2 separate regions of the Hordeum vulgare genome follow, and region 2 is linked to region 1. Evidence: chromatin contacts called from public Hi-C data. All regions are on one chromosome and are shown on one strand. The core of a region is the stretch at or near the end of the contact, and the rest is flanking DNA. Distances in the headings are between cores, read along the strand shown.

What was found. Hi-C and Micro-C count contacts between places; a contact is called where the count stands out from the background.
Region 2: a contact with region 1 is called in a Hi-C map of seedling, with 4 times the contacts expected there. The contact joins the promoter of LOC123431111 here to the enhancer-like site in region 1. A contact is called at or near these places in 3 of 6 Hi-C or Micro-C datasets (leaf and seedling) and 1 of 1 datasets of contacts at active chromatin or transcription factors (embryo).

What each region holds. Positions count from the first base shown.
Region 1 is chr2H:639,904,279-639,910,015 of MorexV3_pseudomolecules_assembly, reverse strand. No RefSeq gene overlaps it. Among protein-coding and RNA genes, the nearest start is that of LOC123431110, 19 kb to the right of the region's middle. Within about 2 kb of position 3,610, at least 1 of the 3 cell types and tissues checked has open chromatin away from gene starts, as enhancers often do. A contact at or near this core is called in seedling, where this site is marked.
Region 2 is chr2H:639,965,961-639,971,274 of MorexV3_pseudomolecules_assembly, reverse strand. LOC123431111 (ribosomal biogenesis protein LAS1L-like) reads right to left here and starts at 2,945. Exons shown (of 2, transcript XM_045114946.1): 1 at 2,200-2,945; 2 at 1,785-2,098. The coding sequence starts at 2,766. The coding sequence ends at 1,991.

The sequences.
Region 1 (5,737 bases), core at 2,361-4,860:
CACACTATATAAAGGGTTCTTCTAGCTGTGGAACCTTATCTCTTACCCTCCCAAGCTCCATTGTTGCTCCCTAAGCTCAAAAGTGCCCGATCTCTCTCCCTAGCCAATCAAACCTGTTGATTCTTTCGGGATTGGTTGAGAAGGCCTAGATCCACACTTCCACCAAGAGAAAAGTTCATTCCCCCACCAATCCCTTGCGGATCTTGTTACTCTTGGGTGTTTGAGCATCCTAGACGGTTGAGGTCACCTCGAAGCCACATTCCATTGTGGTGAAGCTTCGTGGTCTTGTTGGGAGCCTCCAAGCTTTGTGTGGAGTTTGCCCTAACCTTGTTTGTAAAGGTTCGGTCGCCGCCTTCAAGGGCACCTATAGTGGAATCACGGTACCTTGCATCGTGCGAGGGCGTGAGGAGAATACGGTGGCCTTAGTGGCTTATTGGGGAGCATTGTGCCTCCACACCGCTCCAACGGAGACGTACTTCCTGTCAAAGGGAAGGAACTTCGGTAACACATCCTCGTCTCCATCGGTTCCACTTGTGGTTATCTCTAACCTTTACTTTGTGTATGCTTATGTTGTCGTCTATCTCTTACTTGTCTTAGTAGCTCTCGTTATTAGCTTCATTAGGGTTCACCCCATTGTTGTAATATTTGTGAACCCATATGTTGTTTACCTTAACTTGCTAAGATTAATTAAAAAGTGGTCGTTGCGTATTCAACCCCCCTAGTAAACCATACCGATTCTTTCACCGACGCTTGCCCGGAGCTTCACACCACAATGATTGAGCTCCGAGACACCACCAAGCTTCTAGGACGCCAAAGCATCCACGAAGAACAATATCTAGGGTACTAAGTACCAAAGGTAGTAAGCTTCTCAACTTCTCACTTCCACGTATCACCGTGGAGAACTCAAACCGATGCAACTAATGCAATGGCAAGAACACACGAAGTGGTCAAGTCCCTCACACTCAAATCCCTCCACAACAAAGAAAGCTCTGGAGAAATATGAGAGGAAGAACAAGGAGCTCACAAAGAACTCCGAGATCTAAATCCAAGGGGTTCCCCTCACATAGAGGAGAAAGTGATTGGTGGAGATGTGGATCTAGATCTCCTCTCTCTTTTCCCTCAAGAACAAACAAGAATCATTGGAGGGATTGAGAGTAAGCAAGCTCTAAGAATGTCAACAATGGAGGTAGAACAAGAGCTCAACGGATGGATAAGATCAAGGGGGAAGAAGACCCCCTTTATATAGTGGGGGAAGGAATCAGACCGTTACCCCCACTTACAGCCCAAGCCCAACGGGACTACCGCTGACCCTCCGGCGGTACTACCGCTGGCTGCAGCGGTACTACCGCTGACCCTCCAGCGGTACTACCGCTGGCTGCAGCGGTACTAACGCTGAGCCCATGGTAGCGCAAAGATACTACCGGGCCAACCACCGCCAAGAAAGTCTTCGCAAAAAGTCCGACGCAGTACAACCGCAAAGATGACGGTACTAAAGTCCTGGAGCGGTACTACCGCTGACCAGAGGCGGTACTACCGCTCGGCCAGCGGTACTACCGCTAGCTCTAACGGTACTACAGCTAGGGCCAGCAGTACTACCGCCAGCTCTAGCGGTACCACCGCTAGGTCCAGCGGTACTACCGCTCGCCACTGAAACAGCCATAACTTTCGCATACGAGCTCCGAATCGAGCAAACCCAAGCTTGTTGGATTCAGGACGACAAGAGCAATCCAAACAACGATATGAAAATGCCAATGATCTAGAGATGTGAGACCTCTATGAATGAAGAACCGGCAAAAACTCCAACATCAAAAACATCATAGTAGTTGCATCTGGACTCCGTTTTCGATGAACTCGAGCTTGTCATGAAGATGACCATAAGCTCTAGAACTCACAAAGAGAAACACCAAATAAGAACCAAGAAGTATGATGCAAGGATGCAAATGGTTTGAGCTCTCAACGAACGATACGATCAAGCTAATCACTTGAGAGCCCCCCTTGACAGTACAACATTCTATCCTAAACAGAAAACCTATCAAGGGCAAACCTATACCTTGCACCTCGACCTCTTGAGCTAGATGATGATGATCTTGGCTTCCTCAAGATGGACCACCTTTCGTGATTGCGTTGGCTTGATGAAGACTAGTTGATTGCTCCCTCGTACTCACTATGGGTGAGCCACTCTTCAGCATACCTTCACAAGTCCATTGCCACCACAATGGACGGCAAGCTTCAAGCACGATATATTCGTGCTGATCTTCTTGAACTTGCACACCGCAATCTTGATGACGATCACCACTTGACGTCATCCTTCATGGGTTGTATGAGATCTTCCTTTTGACGCAAGCCCATGGAAACACACCTAACCCACACATAGAACTCTCACGAAGACCATGGGTTAGTACACAAACACGTAATGGACAATGCTTACCATACCATGGGATCACTTGATCCCTCTCGGTACATCTTGTACGCTTTGTGTGTTGATCATCTTGATTTACTCTTTGTCTGAGATCTTGATCAACCTTGTGTCTCTATGACCATTCTTTGGATAATACATTGAATACCATCTTGGTCATCATATAAACTCCTTGAACCCAACAGATGGAATTCAAGAAGTGCCTATGAACAAATCCTATAAATATAACTTAAGGCAACCATTAGTTCATAGGAATTGTCATCAATTACCAAAACCACCTATGGAGATATATGCTGTAACACATAAGTTGTTGGTGCACATAGGTGAGCCTAGTTGTTTTATGTTTTGTGATTGATAAATTAAACGTTAGTTTTATTCCGCATTTGTTTAAATCTAAACCGTAATTATTTCAAAACGCATATTCACCACCTCCACTAGGCGACATCTACGTCCTTTCAGCGGCGAACCCTCCCTTTGTTACCGGGGAGATGTCCTTTGTAGCGGCGGTAGGTAGGTGCACGACGCTTGGATCGACACGACGGCGAAAGGTGTAGTGCGCGAGCGGGGCAGATCTGGAGGTGGAAAACCATTTTTTGCCTCACAGTGACGGCCCACGCGCCGTTTTCCCATCCGTCGGAGCCCCCAAGCACCCCCAGCGCGTTGGGTTCGTCCTGAGATCGTCGGGCCTAAAAATGAGCCCAACCGGCAAAAATCGACGACCTCGAAACGCGACTGAGACTATTTTTCGACGCCGGCAAAGAAAACACATCCTAAAAAACCCGTTGAGGACGCGGCTGAAGATACTCTAAACAACTATGCATTGAAAGGGGCCTTAGCTCACCGATCTCTTTTTCAAAGAGAAGAAGATCTACATATTGATTAGTATTTATATAGTATTCATGCCATATCAACTATCAACGGGTAAACACAATGATATTTTCAATATGAATTCAACGACATAATTTTTACTTCCGTCATAATCGATCTCGTTGGTTAAATTTATAAACAAACTTATATGTTAAAAAATATAGATACATTATATTACGAAATAAAGAAAGAAACTTTATATCACTTGACTTTGATCAAATCTTATATGCACACTAAAAAAAATGAAGGGACTAGTACGTATCTGCTGTAGAAGAAGGGTAAGGGTGGCAAACGGTTGACAAGTCGTGGTGAAAAGTAGTGTGCCACCGTGGTGGGAGACTGGGAGTGGTCAGCTGGGTATGGGAGACCGGGAGGAGGCCAGCCAGCCACCACCTGCTGCCGCGCCAGCGCCACGAAAGAAAACTAATCCAGAGAATGTCGATGGATGCCGAGGACAAAAGCACCAAACAAGCTGCGAAGCATTCAAGAATCCTCCTCGATTCACCTACCCAGGTTTACTTTGCATACCTGCCCACCCGCGCGTCATTGAAGATAAACGCTGTTCACTCCGATTTAAGTAAGATTCCAAGCGTAGAGATGGGGTCGTCTTGTCATCTCAGGAAATTCTCTTCTGCTGAAGTAGGGTTTGGTGTCGAGATCGAATTCGAATCGCGCCTGTTCATTCCTGCCGACGTCCGTGTGAACGAAGATGCTCATAGAGTCTACACAATGAGGGGTAGACTCATTTGTGGTGCAATTTGGGCCGTGTCTTTCGTTTTGATTTGAAAGCGTCGAAGGAGACGGTGAGGTAGTGCTATAATACTCGCGGAACTGATCAAGACTGTCTTTGCCCGGAGGGAACTGGTGTGTGGTCGTGACTCATGAACCGTGTAATAAGTCTGCACCCAAAGAAAGAAAATTGTCCTGTTTTGTAGCTGGAGATACTTTCGTGTCACGAAAATGCTTAGCTTCACCTGAGGTTCGGTGTTGTAAGTTCGAAGCTACACCCAAAGCACTTGTTTCTGATGGGAATACAATTTTATTTTTACCACATGCAACCTTTTTATTTTTGAGAAAAAGCAAATATAAATGTGTATGCTCTTTTTTCTAAGAATAAAAGAAACTAGTACAAAACAAGCATGTTTTTATAATCAAGACAAAAAAACATATTTTCATTAATTAAGAAGAAGTTTAAGACACGGAAAGTAAAATGGCCATATAAAATAATTCATCCCTTCTTTCCGGTTTAGAGGTCTCATCTTAATTTTTTTTATTTTCATTATGTAGACTCTCTTTGAGTCCAATTTAGTAAAGACCTTTGACTCCCACACCATATTTAATAAAAGTGAGAAAATTAGTGGCCATACATGCATACTCTCTCCATTTTCTATACAAGACCACTACTACTCCAAATTAGTGAAGTACTAGTTGTCTGCTTTTTAGAGCATGATAATTTGCTCTCTCTTTTTGTCAAAGAGACTTAAATGCTTGCTTCGACAAGGAAATTCGCAAATTATTTTTGGGATTTCTAATTTTCTAGACACATGCAAGCATTTTAAAATTAAAAAGAGAATTTGGTGTGCATTTCCCGTTCAATAGATGAACACAAATATCAGAGCGTACCTTTCATTTGGCAATGGTCGAACGTGACGGTGGTACGTACTCCTCCTATAAATAGTCTCGTACGATGCGTCATGCGTGACAGTCTTTGCCCGGAGGGAGCTGGTGACTGACGACCATTAATGTAATGCATGTGTTCTGCGTCATTGCGTGGAAATCTATGTGTTGCTAACCGGTCAACCTCTCCTCTTAATCGGAGCACTGTCATGTCGACATTACTGAGATTAGGTCTCTAACACGCACTTACCCACTCCTAATCCACACTTTGTCCAATTTACTTGTCGTGTTTTGTAGGTGGAGATTCCGCGGAACCACACTGACACATGCAAAAGCCCCCAGCCTGCCTATCTGCAAACTGTCGACGACAGACTGCGATCAGGTGAGCTGGTGAGGCCTTATATATCTTCGTTCGGCGAACGTTCTACGAGCATGGAGCCTAAATCTGTCAAGCGATCAAGCTTGAGTTTCAAGCAAAGTGGGCGCACCTACATCCATAAATCCACAGTGTCACATCTGTACGAGGGCTGCTGCATCCTTGCCTAGATACTTTGGCTTGCCCTGTGCACTAGCTGGACATGCATTGCGAGTCTGCGAGACCCTACACGAGTACGACATCTTAACTCGTTGTCCCTGGGTGGCAAGCAAGCTCACCGATTCGATCGCGCGATCCTCGGCAATATGCTAATGTGGCCGCCGTTCATTTTACTTGTTGTTTTTGGACAGCGACGCCGACGAGGTGACGATGACGCTTGACTAATGCCCGTCTGGCTAGTAGTTGCTACAGGACCGTAGTTGTCTTCGTCTTTGTGGCAAATACTGACAAGTCGATGCAAT
Region 2 (5,314 bases), core at 1,696-4,195, 62 kb before region 1:
TGGGCCTTAACTCTTAACCTTCTTCCTTAATCAATGCAAATGGAAAATCTTTTGCCTCGTTTCAAAATTTCATCATGGAATTTTGGAACCAAACCAAATACCAGCCGGTCTGTTATGCCAAATGCCTGGCAAGCCATTTGGCTCCAACCCAAATGGACAGCTATCTTTTCTGCCGAATTGTTGGCAGGTGCTATGACTACAATCGAGCAACCAAAGATTCCTACTGATATCCTAACAAACAAAGATTCCTACTAATATTTTGGTCATGCCAAAAATTTGATAGGGCTAGTTGGGCTCAATCCAAACATACTCTCCGTGCAATCAGTTCTACCTATTTGGTGGCTGCCTTGTGATTTCACACTCCCTTCTTTTTATTTACTCCGTATGTTAACTTTGATTAAACGGGATTGTGAAATCTCAGTCAAATGAGACTTGACCAAGTCTCAATCGATCCTGGATTCATGGGATCTTATGTGGACATTCATGCAAAAATTTCTTTTAATATTTATATTTCAATCATTTAATTAAGATTTAGTTAAGTCTCAATCGACTAAGAACTAGCCACACCCTTGACTAAAGTCAAATTTTATAAAGTTTGATCAGTTTTGAGAGAACAATATGAATAGCTAAAGTAACAAATATATACGATGTGAAAATATATTCAATGATGTATTGAATGATGTCGATTCGTTATCATATACATTATCGTTTTTTCTGTAAACTTTGTCAATATTAACATTTGGGTTCAGACAAAGCTAAATATGTGGAGTAAATAAAAGCAGACAGAGTATTTCAAACCCTTTTGATTAAGTTGGCAAGAAAAGTGCAGCAATTCAGATTAAACCAGTGATTGCACGAACGGCAGAAACATAGTACTGTACATGCAAAAGGTTCGTCGACCAAAGCGCTGGAGTGAAGTACTTCATACCGGGGTGGGCTTTTTGTCCTCCGGGGACTTTGCATCTTCAACATATTCTCTTTTTCTCCCAAAATAAAAAGTGAAAAGGGCTTGCCAGCGGTATATATGTTCTCTTTTCCGGGCAATTAGATTCGTCGACCCATACTGCTTTTCTTGTTACCAGCCCTGCCCATGCATTGGCCAGCACTTTGCTGCCGCTGCCTGATGAGCGAGATGACCCTGCCGACTGCCATTGCCTTTAGATCTGGGCTTGCTCTAAAGCTGCACGTAGCGCACTAGCTACTCTATTTAGTTACTACTCTATGTTGCAATAACCTATAGTACTACTGTGTTTCCGTTAGAATCGGATGATCTGGCTAGCAGTCTATACAAATGGCCGACATGCAAGCAGTTCAACCGGATCGACCAGGGGTAACTCCAATTTGAATCAAATGAAACGAAATGGACCGACACTCGCGTTTAGTCATACTCATATGCAATGCACCTGGGTGATGATAATACTGTTTCTTTCCCTTTTCCACATCACCTGAGAAGCAGACTGAATACTGTAGACTGTGGTTAATTAACATGCTACTTTAGCACTCAAGTTCAGGTTTGCACTTACAAAAACGCAGACAAAACACACTCCAACACAGAGTGAAAGAACAGTACGAACACACAGTCCTTACTGAAAGACGAGACCACCGACAACACATCGCATCACTTGAGCAACAGAGAAGGCTTCAGTTAACTACCATCGTTAGCAGATAAGTTGAGCAGGTTCCAGTCAGCTTGCAGAACACAGACAGCAGCTGTACTAACACAGCAAACACACAGTAGTCCACTTAATCTTAGTGCAAGATATATGTGATCAGCCAAGTCTACGTGAAGAACGTCAACACTTAATTTCTTAATTATCCAGACTCTTTGCTATACATACATACGAACAAACAAAGGCTAATAATTAAAGGGCATTGCTTTCAGAAGTTGACAAGCACGTAGAGGTCGACATCCTGCTAACTGTACCGCGCCAAGATTGAGACGACGTACGTACGTACGTGCTCCATTGCCGCCGCATCGGCGTAAGTAGGGCTAGTTGTGGTGTCCTCCGCCGCCGCCGCGCCCTTCCCTCGGGTTGCCGGGCGGCCGCGGCCTCCTCACCGCCCTCACGCGCATGATCACCTCCCGCATGTAGAACCCCTGCAGAAATCGCGTACGTTGCCGTGAGCTTCTTCGTCAACCAAACCAAGAACAACCAAGAAACAAGAAATGCTTACACCAAAAACTTGAGAACTACTTACTCTGTCAGTGGTGGTCTTGGAGATCTCCCTGGTCCCGATGTCCGCCGCCTCGCCTGGTTCTTCCCGGGATGAGTTGGTAGATGCAGCGGGGACGGCGCTCGACCTTGTGCCGCCGCCGAAGGAGTCGGCCATGCCCAGGCACCACGCGTAGGCGCGGAAGAGGTACCGCAGCAGGAGCGAGCACGGGTGCACGAAGAGCGAGAGCGACGAGGCCGACATGGACTCTTCGCCGGAGCTCCTCTCCGTCTCCTTCTCCCCCTCCCCCTCCTCCACCTCCACCTTGCGCTGGTCCGTGAGCTCTTCAGCCACCGCATCCGCCTTGCGCTGGTCCGTGAGCTCTCCAGACTTGTCCTCCTTGTCTTCCTCCTTGCGCTGACCCGTTGGCTCGTTGAGGTTGTCTCCCTCCTCCGGCTCCTCCTCCTCCTCCTTGCGCCGATCCGTCGGCTCGTCGGGCTTGCCCGCCACCTCCTCCTCCCTGCGCTGATCCGTCGGCTCTCCCTCCTGCTGCTGCCGCTCCTCCTTGTGCTGATCCATTGTCCCTCCCTCCTTCACCTGGTGCTGATCCATTGATGCGCGCCGCGCGCTCTACGGGGTTGGGGGGCTTGTGGATGGGTTTGGGAGGTGTTTGTGTGCGGAGTGGTCTACTACTGTTTCGCTTTCTTGAACTTTATTCTTCTTTTCCTTGAGGATGGATGCCGTTGATGCGTTCGAGGGCAGTAACTCCCCTCTGTCGCCGATTCATTTCAGACAGGCCTCTATTTATTGCCGGGGAACTCGAGCAGGTGAGGCGAGGCGAGGCGAGGCTGGGGTTTATCTTAGTCTTCCAGGAATGCCCCTCGGAGGTTTGGACCAGTTTCGTAGACTGGATTTATGTCAATGTGACTGCTGCGTGTGCATGCGCGCGTGTGGGTGACTTGATTTATGTCAAGGTTGGAACCAGCTTCGTAGTAGTACTGTACAGCCGCGCCGCGTTACAGCATCTCCAACAGCCGCGCTTCGCGTCGCGTCCAAAAAATGTATTTACCGCGCGCGCTTCGGCTGGTTTAGCGCGGGGATAGACGCTGGCTCCAACAGCCGCGCTACAATACAGCGCGCGCGCCGCTCCAGCAGTGCCCAAAAATGCAGCGCGCGTAGCACGCACAAACCACATATACATTTCAAAAAATAGGAGAAAAACGATCAAACAAACAAAATAAATCAACAATAAATAGTTATTACAACTCAAACAAATAGTTTATCGTTCAATACAACAAATAATGCAATAAACACAACCAATAGTTCATGAACAATACAATACAAATAATGCAATCAAATCATGCTCTTTGTCGTCCATGCCATGCCCACCACTCTTCAATCAGATCCTTCTGAAGATCATTGTGCGTTGCAGGACGCCGAATGGCATGATAGGAGGCAACAAAACGGGCTACCCTTTCAACCCTCCGTCGCACTCGCACGGGATGTCCCAAGAGCTCATACTGTGAGTAGTCTAAATCTTGGCCACGTTCATTCTCGATGATCATGTTGTGCATGATCACACAAGCGTGCATGATGTACCAAAGCATTTTTTGATCCCAAAATCTAGCCGGTCCTCTCACAATAGCAAATTGGGCTTGCAAAATCCCAAATGCTCTCTCCACATCTTTTCTAGCAGCCGCCTGAGCAGTGTGGAAATCAAGATTTTTCTTACCTTATGGCTTTTTCAACGGCTTCACGAAGGTTTGCCACTTTGGATAGATGCCATCCACTAGATAATAGCCATAGTTGTACGTACGGCCATTTGCTACAAACTGCACCTCTGACAACTCACCATTCGCAATCTTATTCATCAGTGGTGACCGGTTGACAACATTGATGTCATTCAAAGATCCAGGCATTCCAAAGAATGCATGCCAAATCCAAGTCTCCTGATCGGCCACCGCTTCAAGGATTATAGTGGAACCCTTTTTTTGGCCGTGGAATTGCCCATGCCATGCCTTTGGACAATTCTTCCAACTCCAATGCATGCAATCTATTGAGCCAAGCATGCCAGGAAAGCCGCAAGATTTGTTCATCGCCAATAGCCTTGCGGCGTCTTCAGCAGTGGGAGATCTCAAATACTCATCGCCAAACACTTGCACAATTCCCACTGCAAAGCGCTTGACACACATGATGGCTTGGCTCTCACCCATAGCCAAGTGATCATCAACTAGATCAGCCGGGATACCGTATGCCAACATACGCAAAGCGGCTGTCACCTTCGGAAAGGTGCTATGCCCGAGCTCTCCGGCGGCATTCCTCCTTTGCTGGAAAAACCGGTCATGGCTCGCTAGTTTCTCTGCAATGCGCTTGAACAAGTCTGTGCTCATCCTAAACCGGCGACGAAAATACGACTCCGGGTATGTGGGATTCTCCACGAAATAGTTCTTCATCAATCTGTTATGGGCATCAATCCTATCTCTCCAAAAAATTTCCCGACCCATAACCGAACCACCGTGCTTCGGTTTTTTATTGATATGCATAGCTATGATCATTGCAAGATCCTCCTCCTCTTCCATATCAAATTCTTCTTCGGAAGAATCATACGACGAACTCATCTACAATGTTCAATACTATACTATAAAAACTACAATTCAAAACATGCACCAAATTCATAAGTTTGGAGGAATACATACCTTGTAGGCGTTTTGTCGAACACCTTGCGGGCGCGGCGCGGCAGCGAGCGCTTGGGCGCTGTTCCTCGGACGTCGGAGGCGCGCGAGGGCCGGCCGGACTAGGAGGGGGTGGGGCGGAAGCGCGGCGGCGCGGGGAGGCCGGGGAAGCGCCTGAACGGTCGCCGGGGGGCGCGGGCGGCGGCCGCAGCGGAGACAGGCCGGGGAAGCGGTTGAGTGGTCGCCGGCGGGCGCGGGCGGCGACGCGGGGATAGGCCGGGGAAGCATTGAACGGTCGCCGAGGGCGCGAGCGGCGGTGGCGGCGCGGTCGGATAGGGGCGGCGCGAGAGTGGAGGAGCGAGCGCGGGAGAGAGCAGGAGCGAGCACGGGAGAGTCGCGCGCGGGGGAGCCGGCGTAGCAAATAAGGGGCGCGGGATTGTGTTTCGGCCAGCGCGCTGAACTGGAAATGGCGCGCGCGTCGTTTTTGC